Linked DNA regions of Mus musculus: all the other regions are linked to region 1. The links are chromatin contacts, called in public HiChIP or PLAC-seq maps. All regions are on one chromosome and are shown on one strand. Each heading gives the region's core, a stretch centred on a gene start, on an enhancer-like site or on the middle of the called end of the contact. The rest is flanking DNA. Distances are from core to core; before and after follow the strand shown. Region 1 holds the start of Hoxd1 (homeobox D1). Region 2 has its middle 32 kb from the start of Gm46748. Region 3 has its middle 36 kb from the start of 2600014E21Rik.

Evidence for each region. HiChIP or PLAC-seq counts read pairs in DNA pulled down with a chosen protein or histone mark.
Region 2: an H3K4me3 HiChIP or PLAC-seq map of craniofacial prominence shows a contact between it and region 1, with 3 times the contacts expected there. The contact joins the enhancer-like site here to the promoter of Hoxd1 in region 1. A contact is called at or near these places in 4 of 39 promoter capture datasets (embryonic stem cells, frontonasal cranial neural crest, hematopoietic stem and progenitor cells and 1 more), 1 of 15 datasets of contacts at CTCF or cohesin (the NIH/3T3 cell line), 1 of 484 Hi-C or Micro-C datasets (embryonic stem cells) and 10 of 115 datasets of contacts at active chromatin or transcription factors (craniofacial prominence, embryonic basal ganglia, embryonic hindbrain and 6 more).
Region 3: a contact with region 1 is called in an H3K4me3 HiChIP or PLAC-seq map of craniofacial prominence, with 2.9 times the contacts expected there. The contact joins the enhancer-like site here to the promoter of Hoxd1 in region 1. A contact is called at or near these places in 2 of 39 promoter capture datasets (liver and pre-B cells) and 7 of 115 datasets of contacts at active chromatin or transcription factors (craniofacial prominence, embryonic basal ganglia, embryonic forebrain and 4 more).

The regions. Positions count from the first base shown.
Region 1 is chr2:74,760,790-74,764,633 of GRCm38.p6, reverse strand. It overlaps Hoxd1 (homeobox D1), which reads right to left and starts at 1,654. Exons shown (of 2, transcript NM_010467.2): 1 at 881-1,654; 2 at 1-579. The coding sequence starts at 1,532. The coding sequence ends at 245. It overlaps Haglr (Hoxd antisense growth associated long non-coding RNA), which reads left to right and starts at 1,738. Exons shown (of 3, transcript NR_110445.1): 1 at 1,738-1,855.
Region 2 is chr2:75,027,973-75,032,186 of GRCm38.p6, reverse strand. No RefSeq gene overlaps it. Among named protein-coding and RNA genes, the nearest start is that of Gm46748, 32 kb to the left of the region's middle. Within about 2 kb of position 2,611, at least 18 of the 459 cell types and tissues checked have an H3K27ac peak or open chromatin away from gene starts, as enhancers often do. A contact at or near this core is called in the NIH/3T3 cell line, craniofacial prominence and embryonic limb bud, where this site is marked.
Region 3 is chr2:75,099,990-75,103,795 of GRCm38.p6, reverse strand. No RefSeq gene overlaps it. Among named protein-coding and RNA genes, the nearest start is that of 2600014E21Rik, 36 kb to the left of the region's middle. Within about 2 kb of position 2,050, at least 16 of the 459 cell types and tissues checked have an H3K27ac peak or open chromatin away from gene starts, as enhancers often do. A contact at or near this core is called in craniofacial prominence, where this site is marked.

The DNA of each region.
Region 1 (3,844 bases), core at 405-2,904:
CTAAGACACCTTTCCTCCCCATGAGGCAAAAATAATATGCGAATAAAAGATATCAAATATATATCTCTATACACAGCCTCTGGAACTCAGAAGCCAATTTAGACAATTCCTTTGCCAAGTAAAATCCGTATTAATTTCTACCCATGCCCACCTCCAGCCCAAACTAAGCTCTCAAGTCTATTCAAAGGTGGGGAGCAGTCTGTGACTTCTGTAGACCCAAGGTCCTCAGCCTTAAGAGTGGGCCTCAGGAAGGCTCTTGAGCCTGAGAAGGGCTTCCTAGATTCCGGCCAGATTTGATGGGACTTGTTTCTGACCGGGGAAGCTTAATCGAGGCCACAGAGGCAGCTGTGGCCAGAAGCCCCTCTCGTTCCCTCTTCTTCTGCTTCATCCTACGGTTCTGGAACCAGATTTTGACCTGGGTGTCATTCAGCTGTAAACAGTTGGCTATCTCGATGCGTCGGGCTCTAGTTAGGTACTTATTGAAATGAAACTCTTTCTCTAGCTCTGTCAGTTGCTTGGTGCTGAAATTTGTGCGGATGGCACTGGGAGGGCTTGTGGCTCCATATTCGGACAGTTTGCCTGCAACATAAAGACAAGGTGTGAGCAGGAGGAGGAGATGCTGAAACTATCCAGTGGAGCTAAGACTTAGAATCAAAGTCACAGCGCAGCCCTCCTGAGTGATGGACACAGCTGAACCAGAAGAAGCGCTCTGCTGAGGCCTCTCAGCTCCTGGGGCATTTTCTGACCCTGGGCTCTGACCAGGGCTTAGGAGTAGAATCTCTCTCCAGGGTTGGTGGCCACACGCTCCCGGCTCTTCACGAAGGAGGCGCCCCCCCCCCCCGAACCCCCAGGTGCCTCCCCTCAGCGCCCACCTCCTTACTTTTCTTGGGGGCGTTCCTCTTCACTTTCATCCACTCGAAAGTGCTGTGGGCGGCCGGGAGGCTGGAGGTGGGAGAGGCCGGCTTGGGGCAGGCTCCAGGGGCCGGGGACACAGTCTGAAAGGGCCCGGGGTGGCCGTCTGCGGGCTCCTTGAGACACGCGGGGAAGGGGCCAGGCTCGCCAAAGGCAGCGAAGTCCACCTGGCCGCTGAGCAGGAATGATCCCCCGCCGGAGAAGACCGCCGAGGTGGCATAGTGGACGTGCGCCCCGCCCTCGTCCGCCGCTCTCCCAAGTGCGCCCGGGAAGTCAAACGCCGGCCCGGACCCCAAGAAGCCATACTCGGCGGCAGAGGCAGGTGCGGCGCCCCGCTCGTAGGCGCCTTCCAGGGTGCAGGGCGCGTACCGGGGCGCGGCGGGCTGTGGGACCGGGGACTGAGCGGGGCCTGCGGGAGGCGACGGCGTGGGCCGAGCGGTGGCCAGGGGCAGGCAGCTCACGAAGGCGCCGTCTCCGCTGCCCAGGGGGAAGGCCGGCTGCAGGGCCACAGGGCGCGCGTCGGCGCGGCAGAACTTGGGTGCGAAGCCGAGCACGTCGCCGCCTACCCCTCCGCTGCCACCGCCCGCGGCGCACGACACGTACTCCAGGTAAGAGCTCATGGCTCGCTCCGCACGACCTAGGCGCCGCACCCTGCAGGTCTGCGCAGCTCCGCCTTCCCGCTACCCCCGCTGCCCTCGCCGAGCCATGGCGAGCGAGCCCGAGGTAAATAGTGGCTTCATATACCGGCGGCGGCAGCCACGTGGCGCCAGCCAGCCAATCGGCGCCTTCCCCGCACTGGCCGGTCCCGACTGGAGTGCGGTTCCACGCGCCTGCCTTGCTGCCAACTTAGCCAAAGTGGCTGAGGGGCCTCCGCCCAGCTCGGGGGAGAGCGGCGCCGGCGGAAGGGCGGGGCGAGAGCCCTGGACATCAGCTCCTGGGACAGGTATTGCGGGAGAAAGGCAGGGAAGGGCGAGGGATGCAGCGGTCAGGGCTGGTCCCTCTCGGGACCCCTTGGGCTATTTCCCGGGGAATGATGGGCGAGCCTGGATGATGCTGGGTAACAGTATTGCTTTTGCCCTGAGGGGACTCTACCCAGCCCTCCCTCTGAGAAGGTCAAGTTACTCTTGCCCCTCTTTGGGGGGGGGGGGGTGCATTCGGGTTTCCTTGACCCAGAAATCCCTCTTGTCCTAAACCTAGAACAGACATTCCTTGCATCTTCCCTCTTTTCTGCCTCACCAATGACTCCTGGGACCACCTAGGCCGGGGGGGGGGGCCGCGGGGGCGCGGGGGGTGAAATCATTTTCACTAGCTTTTCTTTGCACCATTCCCCCCCGCCCCCAGAATTTATCCTCTTCAGCTCCCCTTCCAATTTGTGGCGACGTGGTGAGAATGGATGTTTGTAGTGTCAGTGTCGATTTGGGCAGAAAATAAGTTTGGATTTTCCCTTCTGATGAGGTCATCAGAATACGGAATCCACTCTGTGGCAGAAAGGCCCTTGTACACTATTTAGAAGGCTGGCACGCGAGCTGCGCACGCTTTCACTGAGACTCTTGGCTGGAGGGCGCTGGGCATCCTGGGGACTGGTCAGATCTCAGAGCTTTGGACTGGCTTGTACCTTAAAGCAATTAAAGCTTCTGTTCCATCAGATAAGTGCTGCGTCGTCTCTTGCGAGTGTAATCTGAGGGCTCACGATGTTAATGGGCTCACGTCTTTCCCTTGATAATATGGTTTGTTTACTGAGTGTAGAGAGCCGGGAAATAAAAGTGTAATTGGCACAGGAAATGGAGAGGAGAAGGGTCATACAGACAGGCTTTACACGGACAAACTTTCCAGCTTCCTTAACCATCTCTTTTCATGTTGTCCTCTTTAGGGCAGTAGAAAAACGCCAAGAGAAATAAATACAGGTTATTTGCACACAGCCATAAGTAAATGAAGGTGGTTTTCTAAAAGCCTCTGTATTGACGAGTCTAAAGAGTCGGCTCCAGGTTTATTCAAGTGCCCTTGAAAACTTGATCTTTTGCAGCCTCCAAGTTAGAATGAGTGAGGTTTTGTTATTGCTTTATGTATCCACTCGTCATGAGACAGCGATTGAGCACTTGCCTAAAATTCCACTCAGGCCTCATAGTCCAGGAGTGAGCCCCTTTCAGGGCTGTGGACTTGTAAGTAAATAAAGCTACAGCAAACGCCTATTATGCTAGTGAGGTGGACCTGGTGCAGCTTAAGCACCTAGACTTGGGAATGGTCACGTGACTGAGCACACCGTTACAAGAGTATGGGGTTCTTGACAATGAACGGAAAGTAGAATCCTTCTACTAAAAACAGACCTTCCACCTAAAACTACCCATTATTTGCTTTCCCTGAAGCATATTTTTTGGCGATTCTGTCTTTGCTTGAAGTAGAAACCGTACTAAAATGAAATGAGCAGCTGTTGGTATTTGTATTATTGTTGCTGTTTTGTTTTAACGGTTGTATTGAGAGTGGACATCAGATGTGGAGGTTGGAGTAGTTTTAGTATTTGTTCAGACCCAATTGTAGCTCCCTGATGAATCCATACCAGAGAGCTATGGTCTGTTTATCATCCTCTCTTCTTTTAGTTTTTGAGTCCTTGGGGTTTCCTATGCTCTGGAGCTCAGACTGCTGTCTTCTTTTATTTTGGTTTTGATGTGCTGGGTATCCAACCCAGGGCCTGACAACGTGCTAAGCAAGCACTCTACCACTGAGCTACATACTCAGCCCTTGAGTTGGTTTGCTTGTTGTTTGTTGGAAGCCAAACCTCTGGTCATTTCATTCCATGCCTGAATTCAGCAGATGTTTGCCATTTGCACTAGGTAAGGACACTTTATTATGCCTAGAAAAAGATATCCTTAAGGAAAAGGAGCAAGATTCATTCCTGCAAGGTTCATCCTGTTTCCGTTTGCTGTACTTCAAGTCT
Region 2 (4,214 bases), core at 1,362-3,861, 270 kb before region 1:
TGCTCTTCCTCGAATCCCCTGCAGTTGATTCTAGGCACCCCCCTCCTCCCAGAGAAGTGTTAAGATCCCACAAGGCCAACCACAGGAGGAAGCAGAGTGTAATGTATTGGTCAAACCATTTGAAAATTAGAGATTCATGCATTTTTAATTAAGCATAATGCATTACACTCTGGATAGCATATATTTAGCCTCTGGTTGTTGCATTTGCACCAGGGAGGTTCTCGTGTGAGCGGAACAGGCTTGATTGCTGCGCTGCAACCGCTTTGGTGTGCGCGTGAGACAAGATGGATTGGGTTCTAGAGTCTCTCAGTCCCTAGGGGGATATGAGTTTTCTGAATTATAAAACATGTGCTGTTTTTCCTGGGATATTTTATGTCCAAATACAAGGTAGGAAGGAAGGAAACGGGAAAACAGAAAGGTTGGTTGGGGGAGGAAAAAGAAAAGAAAACGAGCAGGTTATTTGAGGGAAGAACATAATATTTATTCAATGATCTCTCCTTACTTCGTTATTTATTTATGTATTTCATTTCAGACTGAGTCTCACTCTTGTAGCTTAAGCTGGCCTGGTGCTTACCAGAGAGTCCGGGCTAGCCTCAGATGCCTCACCACCCCAAGTGCTGAGATTACGGGTGTTAGCCACCATGGCTTGCTTGATGATTTTAAGTCCATGTGAGACCCATGTCCATCATTTTTGAGTCTGCAGTGGGGTCATCCTCATTCTTGTTACCCATCACTGAGGGGAGGGAGAGAAAAGAGAAGAGGCAGACAAACAGCCATTGGACCACAGACTGCTTTGTGTTCCTTGACGTCACTAGGGCTACCGGTCTGGACTCTGAGCACAGGGAGAACATGGAAGGATGAAGGATGGATGAAATGTAATCCAACTCTTCAAAGATAATTCTTTGCCCCCGCCCTTTCCTTCCAATATCTTCCAACAAAACTATTGGTTTTTCTTGTGTGCAGATGGGAGAACCAGAGCTCCGAGTAAGACCGAAGTAAGCTTGGGGTCTGAATTTTCTGTTTTGCTTTACAAAAAAAAAAAAAAAAATTACAAATTTCAGAAATGAAATAATTATCTGGATTCCTCACTCGTATAACATATCAAATACAATAATATGCCAAATTACTAACAAAATAAACAACTTCTTTACTTTCCATCAAAAAAACGACTAGTTCACTGTATCCTGTGTTTTCTGTAACTATAGCCTATAATCTACAGCAATTAGGCCAGATAGAAGTTCTCGGTGTGTGGCCCTGGACCTGCAGCATCCCGTGGGAACTTGTGAAAAATGCATGTGCCTAAGTCCCAGCCTAGAGCTAATGTGTCAGAAGCTCTGGGTGGAACCAGTTCCATGTTTCAGCAAACTTTCCTGATGAGAATTAGCAAGTGAGGGGGGGGGTTTCTATTTTATTGATATGAATTCTGGAACACAAGACATTTAAGCCATATTCTCAGCACTACGCAATTGGATGTGGGTCAGGGCTTCATGTGTCCTAAGTCTTTTCTCATCATACCTTGGGTATGCTGTGTGATAGGCAGCGGTTCCCTTGGTGACCTGGGTCAAGAATCTAGGTAAGTGGGAAATACTCTATTGTGAAAGAATTCAGATTTCAAGATGAATAAGAACATATGGCTTAACACAATTGTGTGGCCAAGTTTCTGTCTGTAAAATACTTGAACCAATGACGTTATAACCCAAAATGTTAAATTAAAATGCCAAGTGAGTGGTGGAAAAGAGGGGATGGAGCCGGGAGCTCTAGGGAGAGTCTTGCTTCTGTCATGTGATCCACTGAGCTGTGGGCCATGACAGGTCCACACTAAATGATCTCTCAGAATAAGCAGAGAATCTCAATTTGTGAATGGGCTATTACAACTTTAAAATATTAGCTCTTGAACCATAACTTATTATTGAATGATAACTTAGTTAAAAAAAAAACCCAAGCTGATCAAAACCAAAGTGGGTCAAGACTTATGGATTTCACTTGTAGAATGCCATTTTGTAAGCGCTGGTTGAGAAATCCTCATAACATCTGATGAAGCTGGATGAAAAGGCTAAAGGGATGTAAGGTTTACAGAAAGATGTGTGTGAGGACAGACGTGGGAAATTGAATTCACAGAGCTGTGCTAAGCGATTCCTTTATCAGACGTACGCCCCAGCATCTGCTTTTATTAATCCTGTGTTTGAAGCAGTGTTTCATAATATCTCCGTGCTTATATAATCATCATTGAGATGCGACATCAGACCCTGGTTTCATGAGTGACTGTCAGCATGTTGGGAAATTGCCTTTTGTGGTGTATGTCATGTTCAAATGGGCACCATTTTAAATTTTCATTGAGAAAGCCACTCTGTAGACTAAAAACCATTCAGAGGAAGCAGGTTTGGAAAGGTTACTGCAAAATCCATCTCAACGGCAAACAGAAGTGATTTTAAATGCCTGTTATTTTGGAAGCAGTTCAAAGTTGTTCTTTCCATTGTAAATGGCGTTAAAGTGCTCTGCAGGGGCAGTATTACTTTTTTCTTGGCCCTCTGCGCTCCAGTAATGGCTCTTCTACGCTGAAGGCACAACAGTATGAGTCAGGAAGTTATGTACAGTATATGGGAGACAGCAGGGGAGACGTGGGAGGGGAGGGAGGTCATATGGTAAGTATATAGACGAGGAGCTGGGGTGTGGGCTGTGTGCATGAGAATGCCAGCCAAGCCAGGGAACAGCTGGGAAACCTGGTCTGGATTAGGTGGTCATTCCACAAACTTTTCCAAGGAATCACATAAGGAGAATATTACATTTTAATTAGAGCTGGGATTGCTCCAGAGAAAATAGTGGGGAAAGAGGGCGGTTTGGTGAACACGCTGCTTTTGAGTTTGGCTGGGTCCCTGAATCACAGTTAACCACTTAGTTGCCTCTAGCAGCACACTGCATATCACAGTGGGGCTTGTGACTGAACAGATGAGCACCTGGGGCTCCTGCCCAGCACGAGCACGGGACTGTCACTGGAAAAAGTCAGACATGGAATACTTCTATGTGGGAGGGACCAGAAAGGCCATATGACCCCTCTTTGCTTTTAATGTATATTTCAATTGGGAATGTTTGACTCACTTTTATGACTTTTGGCATATATTTAGTGTGTTTCTGAAATATCTGGTTAATAAATAAGCAAAGGAAGCAGATCACTGCAAAACAATGTGATGAAAATTAGTAATTTCTTCAAACTAATATTGTTCCATTTCATTTTAGGAGAAATATGTGCCAAGAAATAAAATGGTTCATATGTTTAATCCCCTCTTAATACAAATCAAATGCTTTTTTAAAAAAAAGCTGGTGATTTGTTTATATTTTAGGTTAGCATCTATCAAATTAAATAATTAAATTTAATAAGTATAATATTAATAAAAAAGCAGTAAAAACTATGAAAGAAATGTTTCTTAAAACTTTGTGATAGTTTTTCCCTTTTGTTTTTTTTGCTATTGTTTAGCAATTAGTTATTGTACATTTATTGAGCTCTAACTGTATACTATACACTCTTGGAGGGTCTATGGGAGTATTAGAAACCACTCTTCTTAAAGAACTGACTTCCAAGAGACAAGGCATGGATAGAGCCTTAATATGTTAACAGCATTATCAACAATGATTTATACCATCACAAACAGCTGATAAACTGGTTCAGAAGGAAGCACTGTGGTCTCTGAAGGTAGAGGAAGCATGATGGCTTCCTGAGGGGGAGGCAGAGCTGTGTTAGACAATGAAGGCCGGGGAGAGCAAGAGAAAGTGCAGAGAGTGGGTGGGGGAGCCAGCAGAGTGGGCTGTGCTGGGTAAGATCCCAGGAAGGCATTTTGAGTATTCAAAAACCATCATGGCTTGGCAAAGGCTCCTGGAGTGAGGTGAAGTCACTTCCGGGAAGGTGACGTTCGACAGGAACTAGTGGCCCGAGTGCCTGGGATATTGGTAAGTACGGGTGGCCCGGCTTTCTCTATGGAACAATACACAAGTGAACAGAGTCCGAAGCTAGAAACGAAACATCGCAGCAGCATGCACTCTAAAGCCACTCCTGGAATCATGAAGATAAGAGAGTCACCACTTGCAAGGAATTCTTGGCTGATTTTTGTTTTTCAAATAGGGTCTTAATGGATATATGTATCCATTTGGATATAGTGTTCATTGTGATGTCTAGATTCCTTCCCTTATAGCCTGAGCCCCAAATTGTTCTAGCATCTGAG
Region 3 (3,806 bases), core at 801-3,300, 340 kb before region 1:
AATTTTGCATCTCCAGGTCTAAGATCATTTGTCTAATTCTTTTCTTTGCTTTGGGTTCTTTACAAAGCTAATTATTAACCTTAATTAAATGCAATTATGAAGTGCCAAAGACTGTTTCTTGTAAACATATCTTAAAGTGTCTGTTATCTAAATATTTATAAACTCTTTCTCTCTGCTTTGAGCTTCTTTGAGAGTGATGGTCTCTATTTTTTTTTAAATGAGAAATGGGACAAAAAAAAATGGGACAAACACAAGAGATCTGGCCTCAGTGCCCCGAGCACGCAGATTGCTGAAGTGTGTCTGCTTCCTTCTAACCGATCTTTTGCAATCTCTTTTTAATCTAAGTCTGTGTTGGTGGGGAAGGTTGGAAGAGAATGAAACAGGCATGTTACTGCATTAAGAGAGGTGGTGGGCGTATCAAAGGTGAAGAAATGGGCCAAGTTTTCGAGCGCAAGGAAAGACCACACATGGTTTTTAACATGAATGGTTTTGTTGGATCCAAAAATGAAAATAGTCTTTTCAAAGCACCCCCCAACCAACCTACCAACCTATTCCTGCCCAAGTATCTCCAGGATCCCTTGACTATGCCTCCTGACTATTCAACTCATCCAAAAATCCAAGCCATTTGTCTGAATTTGAAATTATTCCTCTATAGATATTTACAGGAGACCCATGGGTGTGTTAAACCATTAAAAAAGAAAACAAACCCAAAAAACAAAAAAACAAAACCGTCCATAGCTTAGCCACTGTAAGTCTTCACATGGAAGGAGAGAGAAAGTTGAATTTGTTTGGTCAACTTGGGGGGACAGGAATTAGATTAATCAATACATATTAACAAACAGTAACAACAGCAGATTGCTATATTTGTGGACCATTGCACAGTGAGGTGCTTTCCCACTCCTGACAAGGATGTCTATGGACTGGCCGGTTAAGTGAATTGTCACAAGGACAAGCTTCCATTACAGAAAGTCAGGACAACAAAAAAGCAGGAGTCTGCTGAAGACACAAAAGAAAAAAAAATTAGATAGATAGATAGATAGATAGATAGATAGATAGATAGATAGGCTGTAGCAGCCTTAACGCTTTCCTTTGAATAAATTAAGATTCTGTGATTATTTGGCAACAATGTACAACTTGATTTTTAAAAAATTCAAGTACAAATTTGCTCTACAGCTTGAGCCACCTAAATAAAAGGCCCCAGTTGGCCCCTTGGCTGTGTTATAATGTCTGGAGAAGAGGGAATAAACTGAGCAGCTAGGTTGGAACAGTGGACCTAGGGAGGAGATGGGAGGCTCCAGAGAGCAGACACCATGAGATCAAGATGGGAGAGGAGGGAGAGAGACAGAGGAGGGGGGAAAGGCAGGGGAGGGGGTGGGCAGGGGAGGGAGAGAGAAGAGAGACAAAGGATACTGGGACTGGCATCTTGCAGCATCCTCCACCCCTAAGACTTCGCCTCTTCTCAATTCCAGTCCACATGTGACTTTGCAATAAATTCCTTTCTGCTAAAGGGTCAATATGAATCTTTCTTACACTTGTCGTCTAATGGCCTCTACTAATTTTTATGAAAGCTGCTTAGTGGGGAGGTTGGAATGGAGGCTCCTGTACTTCCCCCAAGATTTCCCTCTGTCATGAAACCTGAGCAGCAATCGCGAAAGTCTTCTTCTGATGGCTCCTGCACCTCAAGCCTCCTCCACTCACAGGGACGCTGCGGTCGTCTCTGCAGGCCCTTGGGAAGGAAGGGATTCTACAAAGGTGTCCTGTCAAAGTCATCTAATCTCTCCCTTCAGAAAATCCCACCGAGGATCTACACACCTAAATGTGTCACCTCGTGAAAAAGTAGACTAGCCGTAAAATCATGCAACTATACATTAGCTTAAATAGTGTTCATAAATTATTAGGCTTAGCAGAAGAGATTATGGCTAATGGGATAATGAAGAGTTTTACATTCCCAGTACCCCATCAAAGGCAGGAGCTACCAGGATTGCTCTGGGCGAGAGAAGCACTGCTGGGAGACTACTCCACTTCAAAGGAAACGGTTCTGGTAAGGTGAACCAGCTAGCAATAAGGCGGGATCTGATCGTGCTTGGGGGCGTGGTGTTGGGTCTGAACCAATCGGTGCAGTTTTAGAGCAGAAACAGGCATTTGACTCAGAGGAAATCTGTCCACAGACAGCAATAGGCCCACTGTGTGTGCAGCCTTGAAACAGTGTCCGTTTTGGGTTTTTTTTGTTCGTCACGTTGTTTTGTTTTGCGTCCAGACAGTCTGACTATATAGGCCAAGCTGACCCGCAACACAAGATCTTCTTGCCTAGACATTCTTGGTGCCAGTTTTCTCCTTTATAAAATGGGAAAATAAGGACACCTAACTCGCAGGGCTGTTCCAAGTATTGAATGACCTGAGGAAATGAAGTGCCAAGTTCGGGGCTTCAGACCCAGAACACAGGAAACGACTGTTAGTTAAAGCAGTGTGCAAATGTCATGGAGGGTCCACGTCTTTCAGGGCAAATGGCCACAGTAAACTTCTGTTTGCAACCCAGTGTAGGGAAGACTATGCAGATGGGGAGATCCCTGTGCCAGCTGCCCGCCCTCCCTCCCTCCCTCTCCCCCTTCTTCTCTCCCTAATTCAGAAATCAAGATTTGTTCCTATATTACTATAGAGAAAAACATTAATTGCTGTCAAAATTATCAAAACCTGATTTGTAGAGTGGCATTTCGCTTTGTAATAAAAAAATTGGGAAATTAATTTTTCTGTTTTACTATGAAAAGAATCACAATTAAGTGTTGATGATGATGTAAGACAAGATAATATGTGCCAGTGATCTTGCATTGGCATATAAATCGATACAAATCAATTCTGGAACTGCTGCCAATGTTATTAAAGAGATCTGTGGTAGACAGCGTCCAGTGCCTTCACAAATGACACCCTTGTTCTTCCCTGCCCCCCCCATCCTCCCTCCAAGAAAGTGACACAAAGGGAGAGAGAAAGAGAGAAAGAGAGAGAGAGAGAGAGAGAGAGAGAGAGAGAGAGAGAGAGAGAGAGATAGAGATATTAAAGGCTGAGAGGTTAGTTATAGGGCTATATATTTTTGTCATCATTTTCAATTTTAATATTCTTAGAGACAGAATTATATTCATTTACATTCTCTCAGGGATGTTCATGAACATTAATTACCAAATTAAGGAAATCTTGGAAATAAAAATGGGCATATATTAATCACAATAACCTGAGTATCTAATAGTCATTTTCTTTCTTTCTGAAGTGTTAATGTGAACTTGAACCATGGTCAGTCTGAGCAATGGTGGTGAGTGATCACAGATGGGCCTGACTAACAGATGGGTCCATGGTCACCTTGGACAACACATCTCTCCTGACTCAGAGCCCAGTTCAGCACTCACCGTGCAGTAACAGAGGCAGTCAGACCCGAGGGATTCCAGTCAAGGACACACAACTAAGTCCTGTCTCTCAGCCTGGCTGTGACCAGATCCCTCAGAGCAGCTCAGGCAAGGCTCTACGGTAGCTTGCAGTCCCTAGGGGTTTTGTCCCCTTTCAGGGACATGAGAGGTACCAAGCCTGCTATGAAGCAATGCCTAACTCCAGGTTACACCATCACATGATATAGTGGAGGCTTAGATAGCACAGTCTCTCCTCCATAGGACAGACCCAGCGAGAACACGTGGAAACTACAACGAATGCTTCTAAGTACTAAATAGGAGTACATCTGAGCCTGCTGAGAGATGCTGCTGCTGAACAACCCACCCTGGCCTCTTAGGAATACCCAGAGCCTATCAGACCACCTAAGGACAAAG